Regions from separate parts of the Sus scrofa genome. Here regions 1, 2, 3, 4, 5 and 7 are each linked to region 6. The links are chromatin contacts, called in public Hi-C, HiChIP or PLAC-seq and promoter capture Hi-C maps. All regions are on one chromosome and are shown on one strand. The core of a region is the stretch at or near the end of the contact, and the rest is flanking DNA. Distances in the headings are between cores, read along the strand shown.

Evidence for each region. Promoter capture Hi-C pulls out the DNA fragments that hold promoters and counts their contacts. Hi-C and Micro-C count contacts between places; a contact is called where the count stands out from the background. HiChIP or PLAC-seq counts read pairs in DNA pulled down with a chosen protein or histone mark.
Region 1: a contact with region 6 is called in a promoter capture Hi-C map of fetal skeletal muscle, with 8 times the contacts expected there. The contact joins the promoter of COL25A1 here to the promoter of OSTC in region 6. A contact is called at or near these places in 2 of 5 promoter capture datasets (fetal skeletal muscle and liver), 3 of 47 Hi-C or Micro-C datasets (embryonic fibroblasts, epiblast stem cells and heart right ventricle) and 1 of 2 datasets of contacts at active chromatin or transcription factors (skeletal muscle).
Region 2: a contact with region 6 is called in an H3K27ac HiChIP or PLAC-seq map of alveolar macrophages, with 14 times the contacts expected there. The contact joins the promoter of CASP6 here to the promoter of OSTC in region 6. A contact is called at or near these places in 2 of 5 promoter capture datasets (fetal skeletal muscle and liver), 3 of 47 Hi-C or Micro-C datasets (alveolar macrophages and embryonic fibroblasts) and 1 of 2 datasets of contacts at active chromatin or transcription factors (alveolar macrophages).
Region 3: a Hi-C map of embryonic fibroblasts shows a contact between it and region 6, with 1.7 times the contacts expected there. The contact joins the promoter of MCUB here to the promoter of OSTC in region 6. A contact is called at or near these places in 1 of 5 promoter capture datasets (liver), 2 of 47 Hi-C or Micro-C datasets (embryonic fibroblasts and fibroblasts) and 2 of 2 datasets of contacts at active chromatin or transcription factors (alveolar macrophages and skeletal muscle).
Region 4: a promoter capture Hi-C map of liver shows a contact between it and region 6, with 6 times the contacts expected there. The contact joins the promoter of PLA2G12A here to the promoter of OSTC in region 6. A contact is called at or near these places in 1 of 5 promoter capture datasets (liver) and 2 of 2 datasets of contacts at active chromatin or transcription factors (alveolar macrophages and skeletal muscle).
Region 5: an H3K27ac HiChIP or PLAC-seq map of alveolar macrophages shows a contact between it and region 6. The contact joins the promoter of SEC24B here to the promoter of OSTC in region 6. A contact is called at or near these places in 3 of 5 promoter capture datasets (fetal liver, fetal skeletal muscle and liver), 2 of 47 Hi-C or Micro-C datasets (alveolar macrophages and liver) and 2 of 2 datasets of contacts at active chromatin or transcription factors (alveolar macrophages and skeletal muscle).
Region 7: a contact with region 6 is called in an H3K27ac HiChIP or PLAC-seq map of alveolar macrophages. The contact joins the promoter of HADH here to the promoter of OSTC in region 6. A contact is called at or near these places in 1 of 5 promoter capture datasets (liver), 1 of 47 Hi-C or Micro-C datasets (heart right ventricle) and 2 of 2 datasets of contacts at active chromatin or transcription factors (alveolar macrophages and skeletal muscle).

What each region holds. Positions count from the first base shown.
Region 1 is chr8:112,865,260-112,867,959 of Sscrofa11.1, forward strand. COL25A1 (collagen alpha-1(XXV) chain) reads left to right here and starts at 1,338. Exons shown (of 38, transcript XM_021101684.1): 1 at 1,338-2,700. The coding sequence starts at 2,604.
Region 2 is chr8:112,518,191-112,520,890 of Sscrofa11.1, forward strand. CASP6 (caspase-6) reads left to right here and starts at 1,260. Exons shown (of 6, transcript XM_013989349.2): 1 at 1,260-2,700. The coding sequence starts at 2,671.
Region 3 is chr8:112,649,981-112,652,680 of Sscrofa11.1, forward strand. MCUB (calcium uniporter regulatory subunit MCUb, mitochondrial) reads right to left here and starts at 1,423. Exons shown (of 8, transcript XM_021101676.1): 1 at 1,060-1,423. The coding sequence starts at 1,155.
Region 4 is chr8:112,482,067-112,484,766 of Sscrofa11.1, forward strand. It overlaps PLA2G12A (group XIIA secretory phospholipase A2), which reads left to right and starts at 1,256. Exons shown (of 4, transcript XM_003129255.6): 1 at 1,256-1,710. The coding sequence starts at 1,503.
Region 5 is chr8:112,761,545-112,764,244 of Sscrofa11.1, forward strand. SEC24B (protein transport protein Sec24B) reads right to left here and starts at 1,326. Exons shown (of 23, transcript XM_021101681.1): 1 at 1,017-1,326. The coding sequence starts at 1,143.
Region 6 is chr8:113,445,871-113,448,570 of Sscrofa11.1, forward strand. It overlaps OSTC (oligosaccharyltransferase complex subunit OSTC), which reads right to left and starts at 1,326. Exons shown (of 4, transcript XM_003129258.4): 1 at 1,120-1,326. The coding sequence starts at 1,258.
Region 7 is chr8:114,004,118-114,006,817 of Sscrofa11.1, forward strand. It overlaps HADH (hydroxyacyl-CoA dehydrogenase), which reads right to left and starts at 1,393. Exons shown (of 8, transcript NM_214331.1): 1 at 1,155-1,393. The coding sequence starts at 1,286.

The sequences.
Region 1 (2,700 bases), core at 88-2,587, 580 kb before region 6:
TTGCTTATAGGACATCTAAGTAGAAATGGCTTTAAGGCTCAGAAGAGAGGTTTAGGCTTGAAACATGGGTTTAGGACTCATCAGTGTGAGGGCCGTAATTGACAAACTACTGGAGGTAGAGTACAGAGAAGAGAAGATGGCATAAGACAGAGTCCTGAGGGCCATCAACATTTAGATATCCAGGCAGAGGAAGAGCTGGCAAAGAAGACTAAGGAATGGTTGGAGAGGTAACTGGAATATCAGAAAAGGTTGACATTTTAAAACTTTGTACTCATGTCTTGGGTGCTATTATTGGAAACACATTTAATCACAATTAAATGTGACTTAAAAATTGTTTCCTTGTATATAAAATGTGGCCACTGATCCCTTACTGGCCTCATGTGGTTAGGAGGTACAAATGAAAACATGTACTTGAAAATATTTTGTGAACTGTTGCTCCAGTGGTCTCAAAATCATTAGGAGGATGTGTTAAAACACGGATTACAGTGTTTCTGATTCAGTAATAGTAGTAGTTTCTGAGTCAGCAGATGTCAGGTGGGGGCCTAGAATTTGAATTTTGCCTAAATTCTCAGATGATGCTGATGTTGCTCTTTTGGGACCCCCCTTTGAGAACTGCTGTCTAATACAAACACAAGGAATTCGGCTTTTGGTTTTATAGCAAAATGCACTGTCTTCCTGCAATTTGTGTCTGTTTCATCCCCTATTTTTTCCCAATGTGTATCCTCCATCAACAATGTTGTTGAAACATCTTTATCTTGCTTCATACCTAGCATTACGCGTTTATGAAAGATAAAGTATTTTGTTGATTGTTTACATTAATGAGCAACCACTTGAAGTTAGCTTGATTAATAAGGGTAGAAACATATATTTCTTAGGAGGAGAAGGAGATAAGGGGGAACTCTTTCGAGTAAGAGGTGGGATTTTTTTTTTTTTTCCTTCAAAGTCCCTTAGATGGAGAATGCTACTTGTACCCTATTTTCAAAAAATCCCATTAGAGAACGTGTAATTTGATCCAGAGGGAGCAGCCTGAGGAGAGTCAGGTAAGAGGAAAAACTGACCTCATTCTTCAGTCTTTTCCGAAAGCCTGAGAAATGTGTGTATACCTCAACACTCGCTTCTTCAATCCCACAAAACAGGGAATCAGGAAAATGCATTAGCACCCTAGTACAGACTAGGAACACGGGGCGGGGAAGAGCGTCAGCCTCGTCAGGACAGAAGGAGACTGGGGGAGGGGAGAGAAAACTTCCCCCAGTCAGAGGCTGCAGCGTGGCCGTGGGAAGCGAGGGGAAGTGGGGAAATGTACTACAGGCGTCAGCCAGACACTTGGCCTCTCGGCGTGTGGGAAGGTGAGGGAGGAGGGAAAAGCCTGCACCACAGCTCCCGCCGCTGCTTTTAGTGAAGACCGAGAGCGCGAGAGCGTTCTGCTTCCCTTCTTCCCTCCTGGAGGCCATTCCTCCATATTTAACCAGGATAAAGAGGGGGCGCAGGGCCGAGCCCGAATGAGCCAGAGCTGCCGCTCCCCTCAACGGACCCCGCTTCGGCCCCCGGCCCAGGCGGGAGAAGGGGCGTTCGGCGCCGCCGAAGTTACTCCATGGAGGGGGGAGGGGTCGCATCGCGGGGGCCGCTCCAGCTCTTTGCATAAATTATGCTAATGAAAGACCTCCGGCTCAGCTTCCCCCCCCCACCCCGCGCCCGAGCTCCCCGCCCCTCAGGAGTTTCTCCTCGGACCGCCCGCGGGCTGGGCGAAGGTGAATATATTATGCTAATGAGGCGGGCTCCAGCCTAGGCTTGGAAGTGGGGGCGCACTGCAGCCGGAGCCGCGGGCGGGAGGCCGCGCGCCTGGAGGGGGTCGGAGGAGGGACGGCGCTTTCGGAGCGCGCGCGCACTCACACACTCACACACACACACACACACACACACTCACACACGAGCATCCCGAAGGGTATTTAAGGCTCGCAGACGCGAGGCTGCGGAGATACTTCGGGCGGCCGCGACTTCGCCCTCGCGACTCGCCTGTTCTCCTTGGGTGTTTGGTGTTCCTCGCTTCTCTCCCCCGTGGCCACCCCCTTTGCATTACGCTCTCGCAGCCTCTCGCAGCCGTTTTGCCTGGAACTGAATCCAGGTGGGAAACAGGTCGGCGTGAGGAAAAACACCGAATAGGTAGAAGGCAAACTAACAGAGGCGCAACAGGTCCGGCGCTGTGAGGCGAGGGCGAGCGGCGGCCCCTCTCAGCGCCTCGGGCCGCTGTCCCTCGGACCTCGCGCGGCCGCTCTTCTTAGGGAGGTCCCGGTCCTCTGAGGGGCCAAGGAGGGCACCCGGGTGGATTTCATCCCGGTTTTTACCTCACTGCCACCAGTCCCCAGTCGGAGGGTGCGTTTCACTCGCAGCTGGGAGGGGAGAAGAGAGCGGGGGATGGTCCACGTCTGCTGGTCTCGACGCTGAGGAAAGCAGCGGTCCACCTCCACTCCCCGGCTCAGACTCCGCCAACTAGTTGTGCAGCCACCAGGACTGAACTTTGGAGGAATCGTCCTTTTGCTTTCTTTTAAGATTGTTGGAAGTGGTAGAGGGTGGGAGGCGAAGCCGAGACAGCCGACCCCGCCACGATGCTGATGAAGAAGCAAGCAGGGAAAGGAGGGGGGCGGGAACCGGGCTCTGAGGACCCGAGCCCAGCCCGGCAGCGTTGTGTCCGGGCCGTGCCCC
Region 2 (2,700 bases), core at 10-2,509, 930 kb before region 6:
CTGAATCAGCAGTGTCATCTTTGCATACAGGCCACAGTGAAGTTATCCTTTTTTGTCCTGGTCTTATTAGGTTTCCGTAACAGCCTTCGAAGTCTCCTTGCTGACAACTTTATAAATATTTCCTTGTTGGCTCTCAAGTTTTCTTAAGTGGAGGAATCAGAATTATAAAAATTTGGTATTTCTATGATTTATATAGGAAAAAAAACAAGGCTTAGTGGGGGTAAGCACTGAAAAAAAAAGTCAAAAATTTTTTTTCAAAATTTAAGCTTTAGAATTATCGCTGAATTTATCTTTATTCCATATATTTCATTCCTTGGATAGGTAATAGTTGGCTAAGACCTTCAGATTCAGTAAATTCCATAAAAGTGACTATTCATAATGGTAAGAATCAAGCTATCCAGTCAGTTAAGTTTGGTGTTAAAGTATTAAAATAATTAAGATTATTCAATATGGATTATTATTTCAATATGGATTATTTTAATATGGATTTGCTTTGGATTCTTTTTTTCCACTTTGAGAAGGAAGAGATTGGTAGCATTCTTTTTTTTTGTTTTTAATTTTATTGGAGTCCAGTTGACTTACAATGTTGTGCCTATTTCGTCTATGTCCCACACGTGAGCATGCAGCAGAACCACTGGAGGGCTTGTTAAAATGCGATGGTGGACCCTACCCCCGGCTTCTAATTCAGTAGGTCTGATTCTGTAGGTCTCAAGAGTTTGCATCTCTAGTATGTCCCCAGATGACATTGATACTGCTGGTTCAGAGACCACAGTTTGAGAATGTTTCTAGGTAATCTTTAGTGACTAAAAATAAATGAACTGAAAATTTACTGAGGGCTGGGTATAATCCTAGGAGTTTGCCAGTTACTGTCTCAAAAAATACTGAATGAATTTTGTCCCCCCTTTACAGAGAATTTGAAGCTGGGAGAGGTTACATTGTTTTACTTGTGTTATGTCTCAAAGGGAATAAAATGGTGGAGCCAAAATTAGAATCTAGGCAGCCTGTTTCCCAATCTCAGTCACTTACCCTTTTTACCTGGGGACTATTAGCTATTGCTTTATTTTTACTTTTTTTGCTTTTTAGGGCCGAACTAGTGGCATATGGAGGTTATATGGCTAGAGGTTGAATTGGAGCTACAGCCGCTGACCTGCACCACAGCTCAGGGCAACGCCAGATCCTTAACCCACTGAGCTAGGCCAGGAATCAAACCCGCAACCTCATGGTTACTAGTTGGATTCGTTTCCACTGCACCACCAGGAATTCCTTAGCTATTGCTTTAAAAGGCTAAAATTAAACATTTATAATTGTGAAATAAGTATCCTAATGCTTTGTATTTGTACGTCTTAAGGTAGACAGTATCTTACTTTAAAATACATAACCGTATATGTATAAAAGCAATACAGTATTGTGAGATACTTGAGAAAAAATAAATTTCTTTCGTCTCCTTTCAGATAAATGGAGGGTCAGCCAATTGAAATTCCACTTCTATATAAGGACTATTTCTGTATAGAGGAGATACCCTGAAAACTAGGCAGAAGGACAGGAAGCTCTGGTGGTCAGAGAAGTCATTCAAACTGGATAGAGTCCAGAGTGCAGTTGCAGAAACCTGAATCTTATTCAGGTTAAATATTTGTTGAGCTCCTCCTACCTTCTAAGCAACTGCTGGGTAATGGGGAAACCGAAAGAAGTCAATTCTGTTTTCAATAAGCTTAAGATGGTGGCAATAGAAATTCGTTGAGCTCTTCACAAGCCAGGCATTGTTCTGACTACAGTAGTTTAACTCAATTGTCAAAACCGTATGAGGGAGATAATTGATATTCCATGTCTTCACTGCAGCATGTTACTAAGATAGTGATTTCTGAAATATTTTATGCATATAATGAAATGAACAGCAAATGGCAAAGGGTGAGTAAAATCCTTTGATTTCATACTCTATTCAATGACCAAGTAAGACTTTTTTTTTTTTTTTTGCGCACCCAGGGCAAATGGAAGTTCCCTTGCCAGGGATCCAATCCGAGCTGCAGCTGCAGGCCCAGCCCTTTCAGAGACAACTTGGGATTCTTAACAGCGGGAACTCCCTTAAGCAAGACTTTTCAGCCACAAGTATATGCAGGAAGCTATCCAGTTAGATTTTTATTTTTCTCTCCCAATCCGCTCTACAAACAAAGAGCATTTTAAAGTACTGTAAATCCTTGCAAGTCCTATAACGTAACTCGCACTGGGGAAAAGATTCCACGGGAAACAGGAAAACACAACACCCTGTACCTGAGGGCGTGGAGAAGAGCTAACACTTGGGGCGGAGCTTGAGCGAGCCTTGCTGCCTGCAGGTGCTCTGAAACTGCCTGGGGCCTCCCACCCGGGGTCCTCCCACCCCGGGACCGCCCCTTGGCCTCGGGATAAGAATTGCGGCGTCCCTTAGGCTGGGTTCTGCTCTCCAGGCGCCAGGCTAAGAAGACCGCGTCCCCTGCCCTGCTTGGACGCTCTGGCCCCCGCGAACTCCAGGTGAACGAAACGGACCTTAACTCAGCAGGGGGCACGGCCACCACCAACTCCCACCCCCACGCTCGGAGCGGGCGGCGGAGGGGGCCGAGGAGGAAGAGGCGGGGGCTGCGGCTCCGGCTGCAGGAAGCAGAAGCCGGTCGCGGCGTCGGTGCTGCGCGTTCCGCTGCGATGAGCTCGGCGCTGGACCTCCGCGGGGCA
Region 3 (2,700 bases), core at 173-2,672, 800 kb before region 6:
ATCATTCCAAACTCTGAGGCCCAGAGAGCGTAGCAGGGGAAAAAAAAGGGGGGGGGGGATGAACAGGAAGTGAAAGTGACAAGATAACAGGAACGGCATCGCTTACTTTCTGCTTTTCTTTCTAACTGCGGAAAGAAAAAAATACATCTTTTTTTCTCGTTAACAATCAAACTGATTTCTAAGGGTGGGTAGGCGGCGCTGAAAACTAAGAAACAACGCCCTCCCCAACCGCGCGCACCTGGAAGGCTCTTACTTCCAAGGCTGTCTTTCCTCATTAGGCTCAGAGTTAGGGCTCCCAGGCTCCTGTCAGCCCCCATCACAATCCCAGTTACACCCAGTACTTCACCCCATCCCCCAACCCTGTCTTCCCGTGTATTTTTTAGCGCACATCGACCGACGCTCTACCTCCTCTTCCAAGCAACGGTTCTACAAAGATTTCCACAATACAACTGTGTCAGGCCAACTGTTACTCATCAGCACACACATGATTCACCCGTCTCTCGGCTCTCGGAACAAAACGCGAGTTTTCCTTCCCTCTTTGAAAGGGAGGTGCTCGTAGTTTTTAGGTTGGAAATTTCACTCTCCTACCACAGTACGTACTCAGGGCTGTCGCGCTGGCTCGCTTTACCGTTTTCTTAGCCCCCTTAGGCCACATCGGCACCGACAATCGAGCAGACAGCAAAGCGGCTCTGAAAACTTATTCCAGATTGCGGTTTGGACGCGGAAAAACTGTCTCCCGGGGCAACTGTGCTGCTCCCGCGGCCGCCGCCGGGTGGTCCCCGCACTCCAACTTAACCGAGGTGATGAGCCAGCTCACTTCCCCGTAGCCCTTGGCCTTTCCTTCCCTCGGCTCCTGGGGGTGACCCCGACTCTGGACCGCCGGGCCCAGGTCCATGGCCCGAGGGATGACCTATCCTCCCGTCCGCAGAGCCGGGGGAGAGGGGGCGAGGGTGTCATCAAAACGCAGTGAAAGTCCCGGCCGCTCGGCTTTCGCTCCCGCCTAAGTTGCCCCACGCAAACTTTCCCAGCCGCCTCCCCCGGCACCAGGTTTGGGCTCACCTGGGGCATCGGCGGCCGCGAATGCGCTTGGCCTTGGGTTCCGGGGGTCGTCAGCAGCCGCGCGCGCCACGGCCAGGGGCCCCTCCAGCGCATCATCCCGTCGGGCGCGGCGCTCCCGCTGGAGTCAGCGGGCCATGGTCTGCGCTGGTGGCTGGGCGCCGGCGTTCTCCGTGGGCGCAGCCTCGCCGGGCCCCCGCCTCCCCGCGCCGCGCAGCGCGGGGCGGGCTAAAGGGAGGGTGTGTCCCTCTCCCCTCGTCTGGTCTTCGCACACGCCCCGGCGCGAGCCTGTTTTCTTTCCTCCGACCAAAATTTGGAGGGGCGGGAGGAGAGAATGAGAGCGCGAGGGAACCGCCCTCCGCATCTCAGGTGTTGCGGGTCAGCCCGGATGTTTGGCCGGCCTCCCTGCTTCCCTTAAAGCCCCTTCTGAAATGAACGAGAGCCCGGGCGCCGGCCGCTCACTCCTGGGGAGCTGTTGATTTCAAAACTCGCTGGTGATTCTGGGTACTTAGTGCCCGGCGGGCAGTCTTCTCCGTTCCACCCCCACGAGGCAGGGAGGCATGGGGTGAGCGGAAAAGAGCGTCAGGGATCTGAAGAGGGGCAGGGTCTCTCTGGAAGTTTCCCTCCTGCCCTAGAGGAGCAAGTCCACGGAGGCTCCACCTTTCAGCTCGAGGCGTGGGCTGCGGGCGGCGGTGGCCGGTGCTCTCTGCTCCCCGATGAGCAGCGAATGTTTCCCAGGGCCTACCTCTGCCAGAGGTTTGCTGTCCGATTGATGGTGACCCACACAGAACCCTTTGGGACAGTCTCTCTCACAGCTGAATTGGCTTCTCCTTTGAAGCACGTTATTAATTGAAGCAGCTAAGAAATTGAAAAGTTTTCACAACAATTGGGAACCCTAATGTTTTGTCTTGGACTGTGTTTGTAGAAACAAACACAAACCACTTAAGAGCAGCCTAATCCAAGCTTTCACATAGCTTTATTTACAACAGAGTTGGTAGATAAAACACAGGATGTTCAGTTAAGTTTGATTTTTAGATAAACAACATAATTTTTTAATGTTAAGTATGTCCAAAATACTGCATGGGTCACACTTTTCTTAAATGAAACATTTGGGGTATACTTATGCTAAATTATGTATTGTTTATCTGTAATTCAAATTTAACCAGGCATACTGTTTTTATTTACTAAATCTGCAAGAGGCTTGAGTTAATGAATCAAAACTGGCAAACAATGCAACAAGTGGTAAATCTCACCTCATGATAATCTTTCCTTATTGAAAAAAGATGCAGGAAATTCCCATTGTGATTTAGTGGGTTAAGGACCCCACGTGGTCTCTATGAGGATGCATTAGATCGCTGACCTCGCTCAGTGGGTTAAGGATCCCGTTTTGCCACCGGCTGCAACTAGCCAGCAGCTGCAGCTCGGATTAGACCCCCGCCTATGGTTAAAAAAAAAAAAAAAAGAAAGATGCAGGTATCTACCATAGCAAAAACTGTCACCATTCTTAGTTGGTTCATACCTGTTAATGAGCATCTGTGTTTCAACATACCATTGACCTCCACAGATAGTGACACATTAAATATGAGGTCCACATGGAAGTAATTTTTTTTTTTTTTTTTTTTTTTTTTTGCCTTTTCTAGGGCT
Region 4 (2,700 bases), core at 6-2,505, 960 kb before region 6:
GGAGAGATATAACTCTTATGAGCTCTGCACTGCACATTTATTATAAATGTATGGAGCCTGTAACAAACACAAAAGCCAAACTAGAACTTATTGGTAACTCTTATTAGAAAGGACACATCTCTTGAAATCTTGCCCTGGATCTTCTTGGAAACTGCCAGGCAGAGGAAGATAACCAGATATTTATAGCTCTGGTAAAAATTACTGCAATTGTTATTTAAGGCTTCTGCACAGGGTTGGGAAAAGATAGAGAAAAGTTACTGGAGCTATCAAGTTATAAAGTATCTTCAGTAGGAAATCTGTGATTTCCACTTTTTTCTTTTTTTTTTAAACTGCAATCAATTGTAGAGTACTGCTTCTCCTTTACCAGAGAAAAAAGCTCATGGTTTTTTATTTTTTACGTCTTTTTGCCATTTCTTGGGCCGCTCCCGCGGCATATGGAGGTTCCCAGGCTAGGGGTCTAATTGGAGCTGTAGCCACTGGCCTACGCCACAGCCACAGCAACGCGGGATCCGAGCCGCGTCTGTGACCTACACCACAGCTCACAGCAACGCCAGATCCTTAACCCACTGAGCAAGGCCAGGGATCGAACCCTCAACCTCATGGTTCCTAGTCGGATTCTAACCACTGAGCCACCACGGGAACTCCCGCTCATGGTTTTTTATTGTCAAAACATTTTCTTCTTCCATAATTCTGAAACCAGCATCTCGCTCATCCTTCTCAGCCAGGCACCTACATGGCCTTAGGTTGACATGTTCCAGTCCCCATCCCCCAACAGCAGGGCCGTGAATCCCGGACCCAAGTTGGTGAGACGTGGCTTCTGCCCACCTATCAGGCAGAATCAGTTTCAAACCCGAAATTCAGCTGGACCCCTCGGCTCTCTCTTTGCACGTGGCTACGGGAGCTCACTTCTCCAACACTGTCTACATCCAGAAAAGCCTGTCGCTTGGGGTGGCTGAACAGCGCCCCTACAAGTCGGAGGAGGTCACGGGGGTTCGCCACCTGGCTGCACTTTACAGCTATCCAGGGAGCTTTTAAAAAACACGGATGCTCACTGACACCTGGACGAACCTAATCAGCCTCTCTGGGGTACGGGGCCCAGCATGGCTATTTAGTAGCACAACCTTCCCCTCAGGTAGTGCTAACGAGGACCAGGTAACCGCCTCGGGGGCGTGCCGCGGCCACCAAGTAAGCGTGGAGGACGCCTCTCAGCGCTCCCGCCTCCCCGCCCCTCTGACGCACCACGCTCGGCGCAGGCGCACAGGGACAGCGGCAGGCCCAGGTGAGCGCAGCGCGTGCGCCGCGCCGAGCGTCTCCGCGTCTCATTGCCGGCGGAGAGGGCCCGCCTCCCAGCCAGGCGGGAGGCGGGGGCATGGGGCCGGCCCCACCTTGCTGCTGAGCCCTGGCCCCGCGCAGCTGCCTAGGCTAGGGCTCGCTGAAGGGGCTCAGTGGGGCGTGCGCCGGTCGCGCGGCTCCCGGGACCCGTGCGGCCCGGCGCTGCGCGGATGGCCCAGCTCCCGCGGCCCGCGCTCGCCCTCCTCCTCCTGCTACTGACCGCGGCTTTCAGATGCCAGGAGCAGGCCCAGCCCACCGATTGGAGGGCCACCCTGAAGACCATCCGGAACGGCGTTCACAAAATAGACACGTACCTCAACGCCGCCTTGGACCTTCTGGGAGGAGAGGATGGGCTCTGCCAGTATAAGTGCAATGACGGTGAGGGGGACCCCAGGACCTGCGAGGCCCGTGCTTTCAGGGCTGTTGGGGGGACCGAGATCGTGGAGGTGTGAGATGCCAGGCAGACCTTGACGGTGTCCTCTGGCCGTGGAAAAACAACCATTGCTAGACCTTCCGTTCTTGTGTTTGAGCAACCTGCTGACAAGTTCGCACTACTGTTGTTAGCATGTGAGAGAGCACCTGAGTGTGTACACACCGTTCTGTTTTCATTGCTTCTGAATTACTTCTTTTTTTTTTTTTTCCAATTGCATGGAAGTTGCCCAAGAACTTAGTGACGTATGCGTCATGGTGATGGAGAGAAACAGACTGATTTTAGCTCTATTTTAGCGCCTTTAAATTAAGCAGCTGAACGTGCAAAACATTTCGAGAATTTTAAAGTCATGGCCTTTTAACTTTCTCAAGAATTGGTTTAAGTTATGTTTTTCCTGCAGAGCTACAGAAAATAAATCGCGACCTTTGTACAGACTTTTGGTGTACTCTATTGTTGAGAAAGAGTGCTGATAACTCTGCTAGAAAATGAGTCCATCAATACTTGACAGGAATTTTCTTTCCTTGGAAACTGGTGACTCTGCTTTGTCAATGTTGGTTGCTATTGTTATTCTTTTGATTTGCCTTTTCATATTTTTAAACTTTAATTATGTTTGCATCTGCGAACCTGTTTGGTGGCATTGTTGGTAGTAATAAGTCAGCATTTCAGGCAGAGATCTTTCCTCCGAAGCGCCTGACTTTTTGGAATGCTTAAATGTTGTAATAGTTAAGATAAAGTACTTCTTTTTTGAACTTCACAATGCTAAAATAGTACTTATTGTTTCCAACAAGAGTGGACAAGGTCTAGGCCTAGTGGATTTAATGCGTGGCAGCTCAAAATAATAGGGAACTCAGTGACTTTAATAGTAAAACTGGACAAGATGTAGATGAATTTAAAAGGAACCAATGTCATGTAAAACTGATGCAGCATGCTCTCTGTAA
Region 5 (2,700 bases), core at 76-2,575, 680 kb before region 6:
ATCATTTGAAGAGTATCTGCAGACTGTTCTCTTACAAACGCAGTCATTATTCAATTACTTTCCACAGTTCTCCTCTGAAACACTATCGTCTATAAAGAGAGCCCTCCCCACCTCCCCGGCCGCATCCAGGAACATTCCAAATCTCAAGATTAGGGAATGGATATCCTAGAGCTGATCATTTTTCAGCTGAAACTCCTGCATACCAAAAGCCCATGACCTTAGCACCAAAGCAGCTTTCCCGTTGCACTGGCTGCTGCCGTTGGGAAGGCCCTGCCTCAAACAGGACCAACTCTGTCACGTTTTTTGGATTTATGAAAGTGCAGCTGGGGGTGGGGTGGAGTGGGGAACCTGCCAGATCTAAAAGTATTCGTTTAAATCCGTTTGACACCTGCCTCCTTCAAACACGACAAACTCCAAACATTTGAGCAGCCGCCGCAGCAGCATTGGACAGATCTTGAGGCCAAACTAGGTCAGGGTTACGGTTACACTTACGTTGCACATTAACACCCTTTGTCTACAAACTTGAACACTAAGTTAAGTTCCCTTCCAGGCAGCGTGCTCGCTGGGCCTCAGAATCGGTGCAGTCTTCCCGAGACAAGAAGGGCACCAACCACCCTGCTCCATGGCTACACCAGCCTTCTCCGGACCACGCACTCTGCGGCCTCGGCAAGGCCGGGTCTCTCGGAGAAGGGGTCGCTTGGGGGTAACTCTCCTGCGCCCAAGCTGCATAACACGGATTTCACAGGGTATCTGGGCTCCCCCTTTTCTAGGGCCCCTACTTATCCGGGCGGTTTCGTGCCTGGGGTCACACTACCGTAACAGCCCAGGGCCCCGATTCCCCAGGTCTGAACCCCCGCCGGGGCGCCCCTCCCCCCACGCCCGAACCCTGCAGCCCCCCTCCCCCGACCCTTACAGCCCCCCTTCCCACCAGCCCCGCCACCGCCCCGCCCGGTCGGGCCGCGCAGGCTGCCGGGCCGGCACTAGGCCCCGCGCTCCGCCCCGGCTGCCCGCCTCACCGTTCTGCTGGTGCGGCCCCAAGCCCGGGACCGCGGGCGCGGCGGCTCCTGGGGCGGCGGCTCCGCCAAGCTTGGGAGGGATCCGGGCGCTGGCGGCCGGATGAGGAGACCCGGCAGGAGCCGACATGACGGCGCTACTGGCGGCGGCCGCGGCTCTGCTTCGGGGAGGTGGGCGGAGGGAAAGGAAGGCGGGGCCGGAGAGGAAGAGGAAGGAACGCGCGCGGCGTCACCGAGGGAGTCACCCGGGACCGCGGCGGGAGTGCCGCGCTCCACCCCGGAGCTCAGCTCGCCGCCGCGGGTGCCGGGACCCCGGTCCGCTCCGCCCGGCCCTGCCCTGTCCTGCCCTGCTCTGCCCTGCCCTGCCCTGCCGCCGCCCCGAGCCGGGAACCGCGGGACTCCCACCCCGGGTCGCTCACCGCAAGCGCGGGCGGCGAGCGCCGCAGCGCCCCCTGCAGGCGGAGCCCGGCGCGCCCAGGCCGGAGGCAGGGCCCGGGGCGGCGGCCTGCCGGCCAGCCCTACAACCTCCGGGCCCGGCGGAGCTGCTGAGGCCTCCCGGCGAGAGGGATGGATCCGGATAGTAGGGGCTCTGGGCCCACTTTCACGTGGGGTGGAGGCTGGAGCGCTGCGGGCCGGGATGGGGCAGTGCCGGGAGAGGGGTTTGGGAGCTGCGGGGTGACATCCGGAGCCCCGGGCAACGCCGGGCTGGACTGACCCCACTCACCATTCCTCGGAAGAGGAACCCTGGGTTTGGCTTTGTACTTATTTTAATCCTGAGGGTTTTTCTTTTTTTTTTTTTTTAATTTCCTTTTTCTCCCTTAAGGTTAAATTCCAAAGGAAATAGGCATTCCAGCTTCTCGTCCGTGGGGAATTACAATCCCGGGCAAAGGAAGAGGAATTTACTTAAAATCACTGACTTAAACCGGGAAAGGGGGTACTAGAGTAAGAGAAACTGAAGGGCAAACTTTATCTGCCTCATGATTTTTTGCAAGGGGTTGGCTCATCCTGTTAGGATTGAAAAGAGGAGCTGTAGCATCCGAAGCAGGAATTCAGCTTGCTTTGTCTACCTTGATGAAATCTTTGAATCTCCGGTCTGTCCCAGCATGCTAAGTGGCAAGCAAGCCCTGGAGTTCATCACTCAAGTCATTTTGCCATCGTTCGGAATCCCGAGTGTGCCACAATCATTCTGTATTAGAAATGAAATTGTTCAAAAACAGCAAATTCCGAATGGGTTCCAGCAAGATATTTCTGGAGTGACAAGGCTAATTACTGAATGATTATGCCAAGCATAAAATGCCCTATAGCCCGAGAAAAATGCAAAGCTTCACTTTAGTTGTGGCCATGAATTAATGATACTTTGTGTTCGATACACCAAATGAATTACAAACAGGATTTCAGTAGCTGGATTTGGACTTTTTAAAATTTGTCTTTACTCTTATTTCCATAATTCTGGTTAATTTTTCCTTTTCATTTTATACACGGATAAGCAACTTAAACAATAGTTTACATTATCATAACCAGAAGCTAAAATATACTAGTTCCTGCATGTGAAAAATACCTTAAGCTAAATTCGTAGGTTTTAAAAACCAATGATGTTTTTAAATGTAAATTTTTAGAATCTTTAGAGAAAATTATATTGTGCACAGAAGACAGTCCTGTCCTGGAAAGCAATATCCCATTAATAAAA
Region 6 (2,700 bases), core at 76-2,575:
TTATTTGATGCAGCACCTATTAAGGTGCTAAGCAAATGTTAATGCTAATGCAATGCTAGGACAGTATCTTATCAACATAAAAAATATGTGATATGTAATTTATTTAAATGAACATAAGGTAACTGTAGCTATTCTAGATTTGAGAGGAGGTTGAATCCAAAGGTTCATCCTAGAACTAAGCTCACATGATTTCAGATACTTCCTTCTTCAGTGCCAACTATTCTTAAAAATATGTATAAAAATGAAGAGGTCCACAACAATCCCTTAAAAGTAGAACTATCTGCTCTTGCTGTCCCTCATCTGTTGAGCTTTAATTTTATAATTTCCAAATTAAATACCCCACTTCCCCAAATCTGAAAGTGCAGTAGCAGTGTTGACTAAATCATGAAACTGCGGCTTGAAAGGGTGGTGGCTATGAAAAGACCGTAGCTGGATTGCCAACTCACCACTATACAAAGCGACGCCCCCTTTGCAAAGGGCAGGATAAGATGATTATGCAGAAGTGTTCGAAAGTAATGCTATTTTCCTTATTCTTTGAATTCTCAACTTCCGCTCTCTGATACGCTACCTTCTGCAAATCTCTTAGCTCAAATATGTATCAAAACTCCTTTCATATTTATTGCTGAGCGGGCCAAAAACAAGACCAAACTCTTAGTTTTGAGCTCACAAACCTAAGGACTGTCCAGTCTCTTCCAAGTTTCCAGAGACCGTGGACAAAGAGAAGGTAAAAGTGCCAAGACCTTTTGGCCAACCAAGGAGATAGAATGGGCCAGAAGAGATTTTCCCAGGGTCTTTGTCAAACGACTTAAGGCATGCAATAAAAAATACAACAATCTGGGCTTGAAAAATACATTATTCGACTCGGATGACTTGGCTAAGAGACCAGAAAAGGGATGGCAACGGGAGTGAGAACATTAATTCTCTCAAAATATAGGACAGGGCGTGAGGGCAAATAAACCTTCAGACCGTTAACACTTGGGACCCCAGAACTTCCCTCCACCCTCCGAAAAGATCGAGAGCAGAGCGATGCTTTCCCAGGCTGAGAGGCGACTGATCAGACGCGCCCCCGCCGGCTCTCCGCGCCTCGGCGCCTCTGGAGCCCCAGCCAGGCCGAGTTACCTCCGGTGATGAGGAAGTAAGACACCACCACCAGAGCGTACACAGTCATAGCCGACGGCATGTGCACCCAGGGCGGCTTCTTCAGCTTCAGGTTGGGGCATTCGAGCACTAAGAACGGGACTCGGTACAAAGTCTCCATGTTGGTGGCGGCAGGGACTGCTCTCGGCCTCAAGCCCCACGCGCCACCCGGAAATGGGCCCGCCCTCCCCTTCTCCGGCGCATGCGCGGGGAGGGAATGGCAGGTCTGCAAAGCTCAGTGGCAGTTTACACACTCATAGAAGAAAAGAAGAAACCATAAAAACAAATAAGTGTCATGACTTAAAACAATGTATCTTTTAATGTCTTGAAACAAAACAATTTCGTGAAGCAAAAATTTAAATTAAAAGCTCGGTTATTTCCAGTTAATAAGCAGGTGATTTATGTACCTTCACGGACCTGCAGGGCTTCAGACGTGGCCAAGCGAGAGGAGGAGAGGGAACGGAATCCGCCTGAGCCCCGCCCACTTGCTGACGCTAGGGATTTGGAAGCTGATTGGACGCGGGACGCTCTAGTTTCCCAGAGCCAGAGGATGAATGAAGAGGTTGGGAAATCTCTGCTTTTCTTATTAGCGGGTTTTTCAAGAGCTTGAGAAAGCCCTAGGTTGCTGAGCTTTTACTTCCTGATGTGGCAGTGGTGATAGCAATAACAGTTGTTGGAGTTCCCGCTGTGGCGCAAAAGGATCAGGGTCTCAGGAGAGCTGGGATGCAGGTTCGATCGGCCAGCCAGGCACAGTGTTAGGGAGCTGGCGTTGGCACAGCTGCGGCTTAGGTCACAACTGCAGATCGGATCTGACCCCTGGCCCAAGAACTCCATATGCCGCGGGGCGGCCAAAAAAGGAAAAAAATAAAAATAACAATTGTTCACTCTAATCGCTAAATTAATATAAAATTTAAAAATATATATCCAGTTTAGATCTCTCACAAAGGTCAAGAAGACAGCTCTACAAGATGCCTAACGTGGATAACTTGACACGACCAAAATACTATTTTAAATAACCTGTGCCCTCCCCTGTTTTCGTAAATGCTAAAATCTTTCGGGTTGAAAATCTTGAAATCATCCGGGTTTCTCTCTTTATTAAACATCCATATCCAAAATATCAGCAGGCCTTTTGGGCTGTACTATTAAAAATATCTTTAATTCATCCACTACTTTCCATTCCATATTTACCAGTCTATTGGAAGCCACTATCATCTCTTGCCTGAGCTATGTTTATATTCCAAGTGGAAGAAATGACATGAAAGAGAATTTGTCTTTAGGGATAGACTAGATAGCCTAAACAAGTTTTTTGCTTTCTGTTTAGTTTTTCTTTTCGGTATACTCTCTTAAGATTCTGCAAGTATCTGTTTCCTTTTAGAATAAGCGTTCAAATGACTGATTATATAAATCCAGACTGATAGTTTTATTTTTGAGCCAATGATTATATAAATAAAGACTGATACTTTTATTAGTGAGCCAATGTTTTGTGCTCTCTGTTTGTTACTGAGCTCAGGGTTTTTTACAGGATGGAATGCTTTGGTTCTGTACTTTCAGTTAGTGATTCAA
Region 7 (2,700 bases), core at 143-2,642, 560 kb after region 6:
ATGGAACTTTCAGTTAAAGAGACTTACTCCTCCCTTTCACAAATAATAAAGATTATGAGGACACCATAACCCAGCATTCAGAACATGTACACAATAAAAAGAGTCCCAAAACATGATCTGAAAAGAAATGGGAGCCTGTCAGAAGGATAAAACATTAATGAAAAACAGATTTTAGGAGAAAAAGCAACCAAATTAATAGTTGTTTAAAAAAAAATAACAACCTGCAGGGTGGGAAAAATTAAGATACATAATGACAATAAAAGATTTTTCTAAAAAGCAAGCACAGAAGCAAGGACTTGGTTGGAAATAGAACTAAGAAAAATTAATCTTTTTCAAAATTGAAGCCACTGAAGGTACTTCCCCCCCAAAAAAACTAGATCAATGCCTCCCCTGTCCAACAATACTAGTAGCAAGGGCTGAAATGCTAAGAAGATAATCAGCTAGGCTATGAAAATCACGGTTCCCCAATACAACCTGGAATGTAACCGCTAAAAATCAATAAAGTACAAGTACCACAGTATCTAGATAATAACTGCACAACTGTCCCTGAATCACAGCTCAGGTGGAACAGGGCAGAGTCCTGAAGATCCACAGCGAGATTAATGAGCTACCCCTTCAGAGCCCTTGGCCCCTCTACCTCCCGCTCCCACTCTCCCCAGCACCAGAGGGCATTAGGTCAAAGAGGCCCCGCGCAGCAGCAGCTGGTGGCGTCCCAGGGCCTCACAAGCTCCGATAAGATAACTTTTACAAAATGCTACAAAAGTGCTGACTACTATTAACCTTTGTAATCCAGCAAGCATAGGAAACACTCGGAAGAAGACCATTTCGAAGAGCAGAAAACTACTCTGACAATAACTGCAGAATTATTTAAAAAAAAAAAAAAAAACCACCGATAAAAATTAAACCCGATCGCAGTCCAGGTCTCGGGACGCACACCCTCGGAAACGGAGGCTCGGCCAAAAGACACCAGATCTTTGAGGGAGTGCAGACTCACGGGTCTAGGCATTTCAACTACACGGGCAGGGGGACAGGGGAGGAGGGGAAATTCTCCAGGTCTCTCGGAGCTACACCCCGCCGGGTCGCGGCCCGCCAGAGCTCTCAGGTTAGCGTAGGCAGCAAGGCGAGCGGAGAGCGCTGCCCGCCGGGCGGCCCACCTGGGCAATGCCTGCGCCCATCAGCCCGCCGCCGATGACCGTCACGTGCTTGACGAGGATTTTCTTCGCCGAGGCCGCGGCGGTGGACGAGGAGGACAAGGAGCGCACGAGCTGCCTGGTTGCGAAAGCCATGGTGCAGACGAAGGCGGCGACAGCAACAAGACCGGGCGGAGAAGGTAACCGCAGGCGGCTGAGGCAAGAGTAGCAAGACGACCCCTGGGCTTGGACACCCAGGAAACCCAAGGTCCGCGCGCCCTGGGCGTGGCTGTGCGTCTCCGACGACAGGGCGGAGCCTCGCGATTCGCTTTTCTCATTGGTGGAGACCCCAGGGGCCGCGTTCGAACGTCGGAGCGCGGCGTCTCCGCCCAAGTGGGCGGGCACGGCCACAGCGTTGCGCTGCTGAGCTCGCTGGCCGGGCTGTCCCTCCGCAGTCAGAGGGAAGAGGAGGGGCAGTTAGCGCGCCCATCCCCGCGCAGGCCCAAAGCGGAGGGCGGCCTTATAAGGGGGAGGATGCGGTGTTGTTTTGTTAAATCCTCGCTTAGGATGCTAGTGCATAACTCGACCCTGAATAAATACGTGTTATTTCGGTTTTGATGATAAGAGACTCCCAAATGAGCACCTTCAGTTCACGTCATCAAATAACCAAATCTAGGAATTATTTCGGCCTTGTGTACATTGTTCCTGATAAAACGGAAGGAAACGAACTGCTCGGACGCAAAGCAAATGTCTAGTAACCCATGAATTCCAATGCAGAGATCGGGGTCAGAGAAAGAGAGTTGATATTGCCCATTTCCACTTTACAAGTCCTGAATGTGTGAATGGTAAGATCAAAGAGAAACCTCTGTGGAGATAAAAATGGAAAGGAAAGTCTTTCAAAGTACTGGAAGACTTGATAGTAATTAGGCCAGTAGTCCCCCTCCTGTGAATAATTCCTAGTTACTGTACTTTAATAATGAAGAATTTTTTAATTAATTTATTTATTGTTTTAGGGCCGCACCTGCGGAATATGGAAGTTCTTGGGCTGCCGGTCAAATCAGAGCTGCAGGTCCTGGCCTGCACCTCAGGCACAGCAAGAGGATCTGAGCTGCATCTGCGACCTACTTCGCAGCTTGTGCAATGCCAGATCCCTAATTCACTGAGGGAGGCCAGGGATCAAACCACATCCTTGTGGATACTATTCAGATTCTTAACCTGCTGAGCCACAGTGGGAACACCTAGTAACACAGAATTTGTATTATTTTTATATTATTTTTGAATATGTAATAAGGACCCACAGACTCACCATCCAAAGTCAGCATCCTCCTGTTGGAAGTAACTTTCATAGTAAATACTATGTTCACCATTCCTTTGCTTTGATCTCTTTTTTTTCCCTTTCTTTCTTTTATGGTGGTACCTGGGGCATATGGAAGTTCCCTGGCTAGTGATGGAATCCCTGCTGCAGCTCCAGCTGTGGTGAAGCCGGATCCTTTAACCCAGTACACAGAGAGGATCAGAGGTGCACCTCTGCAGCAACCCAAGCCACTGCAATCAGATTATTAACCCACTG